Regions from separate parts of the Mus musculus genome. Here all the other regions are linked to region 1. A link is a contact called in public HiChIP or PLAC-seq data. All regions are on one chromosome and are shown on one strand. The core of a region is the stretch at or near the end of the contact, and the rest is flanking DNA. Distances in the headings are between cores, read along the strand shown. Region 1 has its middle 24 kb from the start of Gm35692. Region 2 has its middle 8.2 kb from the start of Mymx. Region 3 has its middle 38 kb from the start of Vegfa.

Region 1 (3,263 bases), core at 371-2,870:
GGCTGCTATATGAGATACTCTTATTAATTCATACGATGGGGGTGGGGACACAGATATGAATAGAGATTTTTACAAAAGAGGAAGTCTGCAGCATGTCGGAGGAGAGCGTACACAGGGTCTTATTTTGTCACCTGAGCTTCCCTGGAATTGACTATGCAAACTTCTCTTGGCCTCAGACTTGCACCAATCCCCCTGCCTCTGACTCTCAGAGTGCTGATCCTGTAGGAGTGAGCCACCACAAAACAGATCCTAACCAGCAATGTTGAATGAAGACAATAGACAACAAGAGAGCCACAGTTAGAACTTGTATCAACGTATAAATTCTAAAACAGATAGTTAACATGAACCCTCATATTCAGAGGAGATATGTGTTTTAAGAGACACTTCAAACATATAGAAGGGAGTCTAGGTCTGGTTTTAGGAGGGGAAGGAACTATAAAAGTGGGGAGGAGAGATGGGGCTGGGGAGATGGCTCAGTGTGTGAAGTTCTCACCACACAAACACGTGGACCGCTGCTGCTTGCCCTTGCCAGCCCCCCCCCCCAGGCTCTCCAATTCACACAGCACCCAGTGACTCTCTGTACCCCCAGACTGCCAGGCTTGCCTAGTTCCCTCTCCCACACCGTCCCTAGTAGAGCCAAACTGTCCCCCAAGTTTGAATCCAACTACCAGGGTTCTCTCCAAACATGGCTACCCCTATCTGGGCATAGCCTAGCCAGTTAGCATAAGACTAGACGCGTGCCTCCCCCAGCCAGAGGCTCAGGCTTCTGTCAGTAAAACCTTACAGGGCAGAGTTTGTTACTTTCAAATCTGAGTGATCAGCTACATTTCCTAATCTATTTGATTTTTATTTTTTAAGTAGGACTACGGTGCAGGATGCTCTAGCTATACGGGGTGGGGTGGGGGCATATGTATATGACTCAAAAGACGGATCAAAGACATGAGCAGTACCTTGGTCTCCCATTGTCTGGATAGGGACATAAACCTGCTAGTATTTCATAGAAGCTGATCTGTGCTGTCAGATACGGGGCCACACATCCTACTTTGTTGCTTAAGGAAATGTGAGGGAGAATGTCCTCACAGCCTTGTTCCTTATAGGAATCCCATATCTTCCTACTGTGGAGATTTCCTAAGTGTTTAACCTGCTCCCTATTCCCAGTGAACAGTCAGATTTCTTTTTCCCATAAGCCAGGAACGTCCTAAGTCCCAGGACTCAGAGTCTGTTGATCTCTTGTCACCCAGGAGCTAGGTTTCTCATACATGCCACGGTTACTGCCTCCTGTTGCTTTTGTTCATTATTTCGGGCACACTGGCCTTGCCTGGAGACCATTGTGCTCCTGTTCCTGTCAGGGGTGGGTCACCAGCAAACAGGGAGGAAGCCCCTGCCTCTCCATTCAAATCATTGATAAAAATCTCAGGCGATATAGGGACTAATGACAGGTCCCCAGGGGGGCCAGCCCTAGAGAATTCCAGCTCTCCATCATTACCTGTCACCAGGGGGCTGATGCAGGAGCCAGTCCCACTACATTATCCTTGACTCTGCTGAGTCCAAACCGCAACTTGCAGCATGGAGGAGAAGGAGGAACACGGTCTGCTGCTGACTCACTATTTGATATTAGTGGCGTCATCTAGAAGGTCTGAAGAGGAAAGCCCTAGCCTCATGGACAGCAAAGCTGGATTCAGCTGCCCATGGCTAGTTGCTGCTCCAAGGCAAATCACCTCCAGGGCAGAGATTTCCTGTGTGCACCAGAAATGATGCCTCAGAGAGGATCCAGTTCATTTTTTCTAAAACTGACCTTGGATCGGACTCTCTCTCTCTCTCTCTCTCTCTCTCTCTCTCTCTCTCTCTCCCTCCCTCCCTCCCCTTCTCTCCCCCCTCCCTCCCCCACCTTGCTTTCTCCTCCATCTGAGACGACTAAGGCAAGAACGTCATTCCGTTCTTTATCCTTGAAATCCCAATCTCTGTTGCATCAGCCACACTGTGGGCTGGACCAGCCATGCACCAGCATTTGGCAAAGACTTTGCCAGATTTTCCACGATCACTTTCAGTGTGGGACCTGAATGAGCTCTCCTGTGCCACCCACTTGGCTGGCCATGACAAGCCATTCATTCCCCCATTGCCCGGTGTCCTGACCCTCTTGGTTTTTCTTAACTTTGAAAGCTCAAAACTACGCCCCCTCCCCTTCCCTGTATAACTGCCTCCCTGGAGGCCCGGATGGCAACTGCTGGGGCTCACATCCCTCAGCACATTGCTCCTAAGACCGATGTCACCCCAACTGCTGCTGCACAGGCAAGGACCCCAGTCAGCTTTTTATCTTAACTACTAATCCCATGTTGTGGTCACAGCTGGGGTATTGCTTTTCTTCTTAAGTGTGTAAAAAAAAAAATAGGAATGGGAACCCTTGAGAGAGCTAGGAGGGGCCCAGATCTCTGACCACCTGCCTAGGTCCTCTCTACAGTCCCACAGGCCACCCCTCTACACAGTGACCTCCACTCCCTTGCCGTCCTGCCTGATCAGCTTCTAGACGGAACTGATAGTAGGAAGAGCTATACCTACCTGGTCAGGAGACGCTCTTCAGTGTGCTTTTTCCTGGGGAATCAGAAGGGTACAGGATGGGCTAGAAAGCCGGGTCTTTGGACAGAGGAAAGTGGGCACCCTCCAACCACAGTATGACCGATCGCACAGAGTGTACAGAGCACATGCAGAGGAGAGGGGAGAGGAGACTGCAGGGGTGGGTGGAACGGCCCACTTTCTCCCAGCCACTCTCCAGGTAGGAGAGCTACATGAGGCCAGAGAGAAGAGTTGAGGCAGTGAGCCAGGCTGGCTGCTTGCATGGCCTAGGCTAGGAGAGACTCAGAGTTATTCCTCTACGCACATGGTTTTCCTAGATCTGTTTTCTGGAAGGAAGTGACAGGTTCCTAGCTTGACTGGACTGTCTCACATATTCTTGCTTCCCATACCTCTCCCCCTGTGGCCTGGACAGACAGCCAGCGCAGCATCCCCACATGGAAGGCCGCTGGGTCTGGCAGACAATCTTGCTGGTCCATGAGTCGCTGTTTGTTTTCTTTAACCCAGCATATAACTGGGCTGTATGAATCAGGACTGCAGTTGGACACTGGGCTGGTCTCCCAGGAAATAAGAGTACTGGGTGGATGAGCTCAGAGGGTGCTGAGCAACGGTAAGAGGGGGCTCCCCACCCAGGGAGGAGAACCCTTGTCCCCTCGTCTGGCTCAGGGAAGCTACTTCGAATCTGCCAGTGGCAT
Region 2 (3,263 bases), core at 247-2,746, 240 kb after region 1:
GTTCAATGTGTCCACATGTTGAAGGAGGGAAAAGAAACCCAGAGGACCAGTTAGCTCCCAAGTCCATGGTCATGGTTCCTGGCATGACTTTAAGTTTAAAACAGAAAGTGTTCTAGCTTGCTTTCTACTGCTATGATAAACACTATGACCAGAAGCAATGTTTAGAGGAGTTTACATCATCTTACAGCTTCTAGTTTATCATGGAGAGAAATCAGGACAGGACCTGGAGATAGAAATTGAAGCAGAGGCCATGGAGGAATGTTGCCTAATGGCTCACTCTTTAGGTTCGACTCCAGCTACCTTTCTAGGATACTACTATTTATTATATATATATATGAGTACACTGTCGCTGTCTTCAGACACCCCAGAAGAGGTCATCAGATCCCATTACAGGTGGTTGTGAGCCACCATGTGGTTGCTGGGAATTTAACTCAGGACCTCTGGAAGAGTGGCCAGTGCTCTTAACCTCTGAGCCATCTCTCCAGCCCACAGGCATTTTCTTAATTGAGGATCTCTCGTCCCAGATATGTCTACATTTGTGACAAGTTATCAAAACCAAAGCCACATAGAAGGACAAAAGAATGCACACTTGAGCAGCCCTGGCAAAGGTCCGCCCTAGACCTCTCATTGTCTGAGCTCCATGCTGTCTTTCTGGTGATCTGAGGAGTTGTCAGAACTGTGTGGAATCTCTGGGGAGATGGGGCAGGGGTGCCTCTTGATAGCCTCAGTCTTTTGTCCCTCCCAGCCTGGTTGGGGGTCCGTTATCGCAATAGTTTGATAGTCAAAGGGAGGGTCTCTTTAGAAGATATTTTCTCCTGCCAGGAAGATTACACCACTGTGCGAGGCTCAGCCAGGAGCTGGAAGAAACTGGTTTCTGCCAGCATTTATTTTTTCCAATTTAATTTTATTTTTTCTTACTTATTCACTTTACATTCTGCTCACTGTTCCCCTCCTAGTCAGCCCCTCCCACAATCCTTCCTCCATCTCCCCTCCCCCTTCTCCTCTGAGCTGGTTGGGGCCCTTGGGTAGCCCCTCACCCTGGCACTTCAAGTCTCTGTGAGGCTAGGTGCTTCCTTTCCCACTGAGGCCAGACAAACAGCCCAGCTAGTGGAACATATCCCACACACAAACAATAGCTTTTTGGATAGCCCCGATTCCAGTTGTTCAGGACCCAATGAAGACCAAGCTGCACATCTGCTACATATATGCAGGGAGGCCTGGGTCCAGCCCATACAGGTTCTTTGGTTGTTGGTTCAGTCCCTGAGAGCCTCAAGGGTCCAGATTAGTCGGCTCTGTTGATCTTCCTATGGAGTTCCTATCCCCTTCAGGGCCCCACAATCCTTCTTCCTATTCTTCCATAAGAGTCCCCAAGCTCCATCCACTGTTTGGCTGTGGGTGTCTGTATCTGTCTGAGTCAGCTGCTGGGTGGAGCCTCTCAGAGGACAACATGCTCCTGGCAACAAGCATAACAGACTATCGTGAATAGTGTCAGGGACTGGTGCTTGCCGGTGGATGGGTCTTAAGGCAGTGTTCTTACCAGCAACGAAAATGCTAGAGGCAGGCTAAGGGGATCCAGTAGGGAAGGTTACTGCTGAACAGAAGAGAAGGAGGTGCACAGGGAAGTTAAGCCCAGGATGGGGTGGAGAGAGACAGAGGATGAAGATTAAACACATTCCTCAGACACAGCCACTGTCTTTCCTTGCCCCACCCCCCTGCTTGATTTTCTCATTGTTGCTAGACACAAAAGCCTGTTTCCTCTCTGGGTCTCCCCAGCCCAGGGACTTGGAGCTACTCCATAGTTGCTTGAGACAGGAATTGGGAAGATATATATATATATATATATATATATATATATATATATATATAGCCAGCTATGAAAGCTGAGGTTGGAAAAGGCGCAGTGTGACTTACTGTGTTGTGTACGTGGTCGGGGGTGGGGGGCAGTGTCACAGCATTCATAGGTATTACGCTTCGGGGCTCTTTGTATTTTGGGGGTTCCCAGAGGGAGTTTTCCAAGCCTGCTTTTTGTTCACGTTGTTCTGTTGCGGTTATTAACTGGCCTGGCAAAAATGAAGATATTCTAATGAAACACTCGTGTCTCTCAATTTAACAAACTTCTAAAGCAATAGAGACTAAAGAAATGAAAGATTTCCCAGCAGCCTGTAAGCTGCCATATCCAACTTGGATCTTTTTAATTGTCCCGCCTTTTTTTTTTTTTTTTAATTCCAGTGTCACCCAAACCAGGAGCTTCTCTCTGGAAGCCCCGCAAACCGAGGCTGGAGGGACCTGATCGAAAATCTGGAGAGATAACGAACCACACTGCGTTGACCTTGGTGCCACGTGGTTCCCAAAGCGCGACCAGAAACAATTTGGGAAACAAGCTTTGAGCCCAGCATTGAGGATCTTCTCAACTAGTTGAGCCCCCTAAACTTAGAAACTAGCTCATCGTGAACTACAGTTTTGTTTTGTTTTGTTTTTTTTCTAGACAGGGTTTCTCGGTGTGCCTCTGGCTGTCCTGGAACTCGCTCTGTAGACCAGGCTGACTTGGAATTCACAAAGTTCACCTGTCTCTCTGCCTTAGGACTGCTGGGATAAAAGGCTAGCCCCACAACCACCAGGTTTACCCCAGTTTGTTGTTATTGTTGTTGTTTATTTTTATTTTTATTTTTCGAGACAGGGTTTCTCTGTGTAGCCCTGGCTGTCCTGGAACTTACTCTGTAGACCAGGTTGGCCTCAAACTCAGAAATCTGCCTGCCTCTGCCTCCCAAGTGCTGGGATTAAAGGTGTGCGCCACCACATCCAGCTGTTTATATTTTTTATAGGTTGGTGATGTTAATGTTTGAGAACCTTTTAAATTTTTTATTTTTATTTTATTACCGAGGCTGGTCTTGAACTCATGAAATCACCACATGACACCAGCAGCCCTTAAGCTCTGATCCTCTGCCTTCAGCTCTGGAATGCTGAGATTACAGCCATGCATTGCTACACTTGTTCTAGCTTTCCTTTCCATAGCCAGAAATGCTTTATCTTGGATTACGGCATAATCTCCAGACCCAGCTTCGGGAATGTGAAACTTTAAAATATATATATTATTTTATAAGCTTATACATGTACACAGTGTATCTTAACCATAAATATCTCTAACAATTCTCCCTTACTCTCCCAGACACCCCTCAACAATCCTCTTCCATCTTTTTTGGTTTTATTTTTGTTTTTTTGTGTCATCTCTTGAGTTTGGATAGTGCTGCCTGCTGCAATGTTGA
Region 3 (3,263 bases), core at 243-2,742, 220 kb before region 1:
AATTAGCACTAAGGTGCATGATAGTGGACAGAAAGAGTAGTCATAGAAAATAGCCCGAAGCTCTGGCAGACCAGACCAGTGAGGCAGAGTTCAAGGCTGGACCCAGGAGCAGATGTCAGAGAAGTAAGACAAGCGCCTGGCTAAGACGCGGAGCTGGACTCCCACAATGCTTTGTAGAGGATCTTTTGGGACACCTGTGTTTATGGGTCACTTATATGTTCGAGTCTTTTCTGAGCTTTGTTTTTTGTTTTTTGTTTTTTAGGTTTTGTTTTTGTTTTTGTTTTTTGAGACACGGTTTCTCTAGGTAGCCTTGGCTGTCCTGGAACTCACTCTGTATACCAAGCTGGCCTTGGACTCAGAGATCCACCTGCTTCTGCCTCCTGAGTGCCAAGGTAAAGGCGTGCATCACCACTACCAGGCCTCTTCTGAGCTCTTTACCCAGATCGTGTCTTTATCTTTCCAGAAACACACAAAACATCTGTACCGTTCCCCCAGTGTTAAAGAAGACAGCCCAAAGCCAGGCGTGATGATGCACGCCTTTAATCCCAGCACTTGGGAGGCAGAGGCAGGCGAATTTCTGAGTTCGAGGCCAGCCTGGTCTACAGGGTCTACAGAGTGAGTTCCAGGACAGCCAGGGCTACACAGAGAAACCCTGTCTCGAAAACAAAAACAAAAACAAAAACAAAAACAAAAACAAAAACAAAAACAAAAACCAAACCAAACCAAACCAAAACAAAACAAAACAAAACAAAACAAAAGGCAGTCCAAGACACAGGTTGTGTGGACTGCCTGAGGTTACATAGAGCAAAAAGCAAGCACAGAGTTGTACTGGCTCTCTGGGAAGAGCAATAGCTACTCGCTGTGTGCAGTGTGCATAGGGAAACGGGCTTAGTGTTTGGGTCTTGCTCTGGATGAGTTCCCTCTTCTGGCTGCTTCATTTTTAAGACAAGGAACAGAAATTGAATATATCATCATCATCATCATCACCATCACATCGTCGTCATCGTCATTGTCGTTGTATATTCATACACAATGTCATGGTGATGCATGTAAGAAGGCAGAGGGAAAAATTCAAGAGTTGGTTCTCTGTTTCCATCCTGGGAGTTCTGGGGGTCAAACTCAGGTTGTCAGCCTGGGGCAGGCAAGCGCCTTTACCCATTGAGCCATCTCTGCATTTGCTATGCCGGGAGACTGAAGTCAGGGGGCTCTGCAAGTTGCTAAGGACGACCGACCGAACTCTGCTGATGGGAGGGATTTTCCTGCTCATCATCATGAATCAGCAGCAACCTCGCAGTGATCTGCAGCCTGATCATCCCCTGACCTGGCTCGTGGCCACTGACACGCCAGGCAGGGCCAAAGCCAAGGAACCCTTGTGCAAACAGACTTGGGCTAACTAGTCTTTGGGTCTGGCCTCCCCTTATCTCCCATTTCTATTTCTCTCTCCTAAGCCTTGACTCACCTCCAGCTCCATCTTTTCTTTCTTAATTGTTGCGACAGTCTCTCTTGTAGGCCTCCCAGCCTCTGGGCTTTCTCTCTCCCCACAGTGACTAACTCGCTTAACACATACATAAAGCAAAACTTGTAAATCAGTATTGCTCTCCTGCCCTTATGCCAAGCAGGGACTCTTTTTTTGGGAAAGGCCTGGATAAAGGGGTCCCTGGAAACACCTGTTTCCCAGCAGCTCCAGGGCTTTCTAGGCAGCCCCGGGGCTGCTTTTCCTGTACCAGGGAGTGTTTTTGTGTCTGGCATTTGCCCGAGCTGTTCCCTCTGCCTCCCAGGCATCCATCAGCACAGTGAGTGCCTCCTCATCCCTTTGACCCCTCGGGGTGGGGTGGGGGACAAAACACAAAACAAACAAACAAACAAAACCCCAGTATGAGTCCCTTTCCCGGGGTTACAAAAGTGATGTGTGTTCATTGTAAACAGGACAAACAGTATAGCATGCACTAGGGAATGACGGGACAAGGTTCCCTCCTCCCATCGCTTCAACAGCTGGAGACAACCGGCAGAGCGCCACTATTATAGCTGTGAACGGGCTTCTGTGCGTGGATACTCATACGCCTTTAAATACATGTAAATACACGCATAGTCACAAAAATTAGGGTCACCATGCTTCTTGGTAACTTGCTTTTTTTCCCCCCCTAAATGAAACATTTTGACATCTTTTCCTGTAGATTTACAAGGTAATTTTTCAGTCTTCAAAACACAATTCCAATCCCAGGGTTTGCTGTTCTGGAGGTGTCTCTGGGGTGCCCCTCCTCCCCAGATACTTCCCTCTGTGCCCTTCTACCAAAGAAATACCTTTTTTTTTAATTTACTTTTATTTTTGTTTATTTTTGTTTATTTTTTTCAACACAGGATTTCTCTGTGAAGCCCTGGATGTTCCTGAAACTAGCTCTTTAGACCAGGCTGGACTTGAACTCAGAAATCTGCCTACCTCTGCCTCCAAGTGCTGGGACTAAAGGTATGTGCCACCACTGTCTGGCTACTTTTTATTTTTAATTATTTTTTTGATCTTATATGTATGAATATTTTACCTGTGTGTGTTTATGTGCACCACATCTGTGCCTGGCGCCCTCAGTGGTCAGAAGAGAGTGTCAGATCCCCTGAAACTGCTGGGAACTGAGCACAGGTGCTTTAGAAGAGTAGCCAGTGCGTGCTTTTAATTACTGAGTTAACTCTCTAGGTCCTCTACCTTTGAAACTTTCCCCAGTAGTCAGATGGTTCTTTGATCTAAAAGGCAACTGTCTCAGATAGTATTACAAACCACGAATGGGGGAATAAAATATCAAAAGATGTAATCTGTAAACATAAGAAAGTAAAAGGGGAGGGATAGATAAGTGGAGGAAGAGAGTATGAGTATGCAGTTGAAGCTAAACTGATATTATGAAAACAAACTTGTTACAAATTAGGGTAATTGAAACTCCAGGGTAACCATTAAGAAAACAAGTTAAAAATATAAAAAGAGCTGGGCAGTGGTGGGGCACGCCTTTAATCCCAGCACTTGGGGGGCAGAGGCAGGCGGATTTCTGAGTTAGAGGCCAGCCTAGTCTACAGAGTGAGTTCCAGGACAGCCAGGGCGATACAGTGAAACCCTGTCTTGAAAACAAACAAACAAACAAAAAACTTACCTCATCCTCTGTGTTTTATTATAGCCACAGAAATTGCATTGAAACAACTATGAGCCAATCAGAACAGACAAATAGAGAGCACTCCACTGGACAGCCACAAAACAAACATTCTTCTTATGCGTGTGTGTGCAC

The links. HiChIP or PLAC-seq counts read pairs in DNA pulled down with a chosen protein or histone mark.
Region 2: an HNF4G HiChIP or PLAC-seq map of pancreatic cancer cells shows a contact between it and region 1. The contact joins two enhancer-like sites. A contact is called at or near these places in 1 of 115 datasets of contacts at active chromatin or transcription factors (pancreatic cancer cells) and 1 of 9 other capture datasets (pancreatic islet).
Region 3: a contact with region 1 is called in a FOXA1 HiChIP or PLAC-seq map of pancreatic cancer cells. The contact joins two enhancer-like sites. A contact is called at or near these places in 4 of 15 datasets of contacts at CTCF or cohesin (embryonic stem cells, large pre-B cells and pro-B cells), 23 of 484 Hi-C or Micro-C datasets (the 63-12 cell line, the AML12 cell line, B cells and 10 more), 7 of 115 datasets of contacts at active chromatin or transcription factors (embryonic stem cells and pancreatic cancer cells) and 1 of 9 other capture datasets (embryonic stem cells).

What each region holds. Positions count from the first base shown.
Region 1 is chr17:45,850,953-45,854,215 of GRCm38.p6, reverse strand. No RefSeq gene overlaps it. Among named protein-coding and RNA genes, the nearest start is that of Gm35692, 24 kb to the right of the region's middle. Within about 2 kb of position 1,620, at least 46 of the 459 cell types and tissues checked have an H3K27ac peak or open chromatin away from gene starts, as enhancers often do. A contact at or near this core is called in the HL-1 cell line, the N1E-115 cell line and pancreatic cancer cells, where this site is marked.
Region 2 is chr17:45,608,659-45,611,921 of GRCm38.p6, reverse strand. No RefSeq gene overlaps it. Among named protein-coding and RNA genes, the nearest start is that of Mymx, 8.2 kb to the right of the region's middle. Within about 2 kb of position 1,496, at least 73 of the 459 cell types and tissues checked have an H3K27ac peak or open chromatin away from gene starts, as enhancers often do. A contact at or near this core is called in pancreatic cancer cells, where this site is marked.
Region 3 is chr17:46,068,325-46,071,587 of GRCm38.p6, reverse strand. No RefSeq gene overlaps it. Among named protein-coding and RNA genes, the nearest start is that of Vegfa, 38 kb to the right of the region's middle. Within about 2 kb of position 1,492, at least 47 of the 459 cell types and tissues checked have an H3K27ac peak or open chromatin away from gene starts, as enhancers often do. A contact at or near this core is called in the HL-1 cell line, the N1E-115 cell line and pancreatic cancer cells, where this site is marked.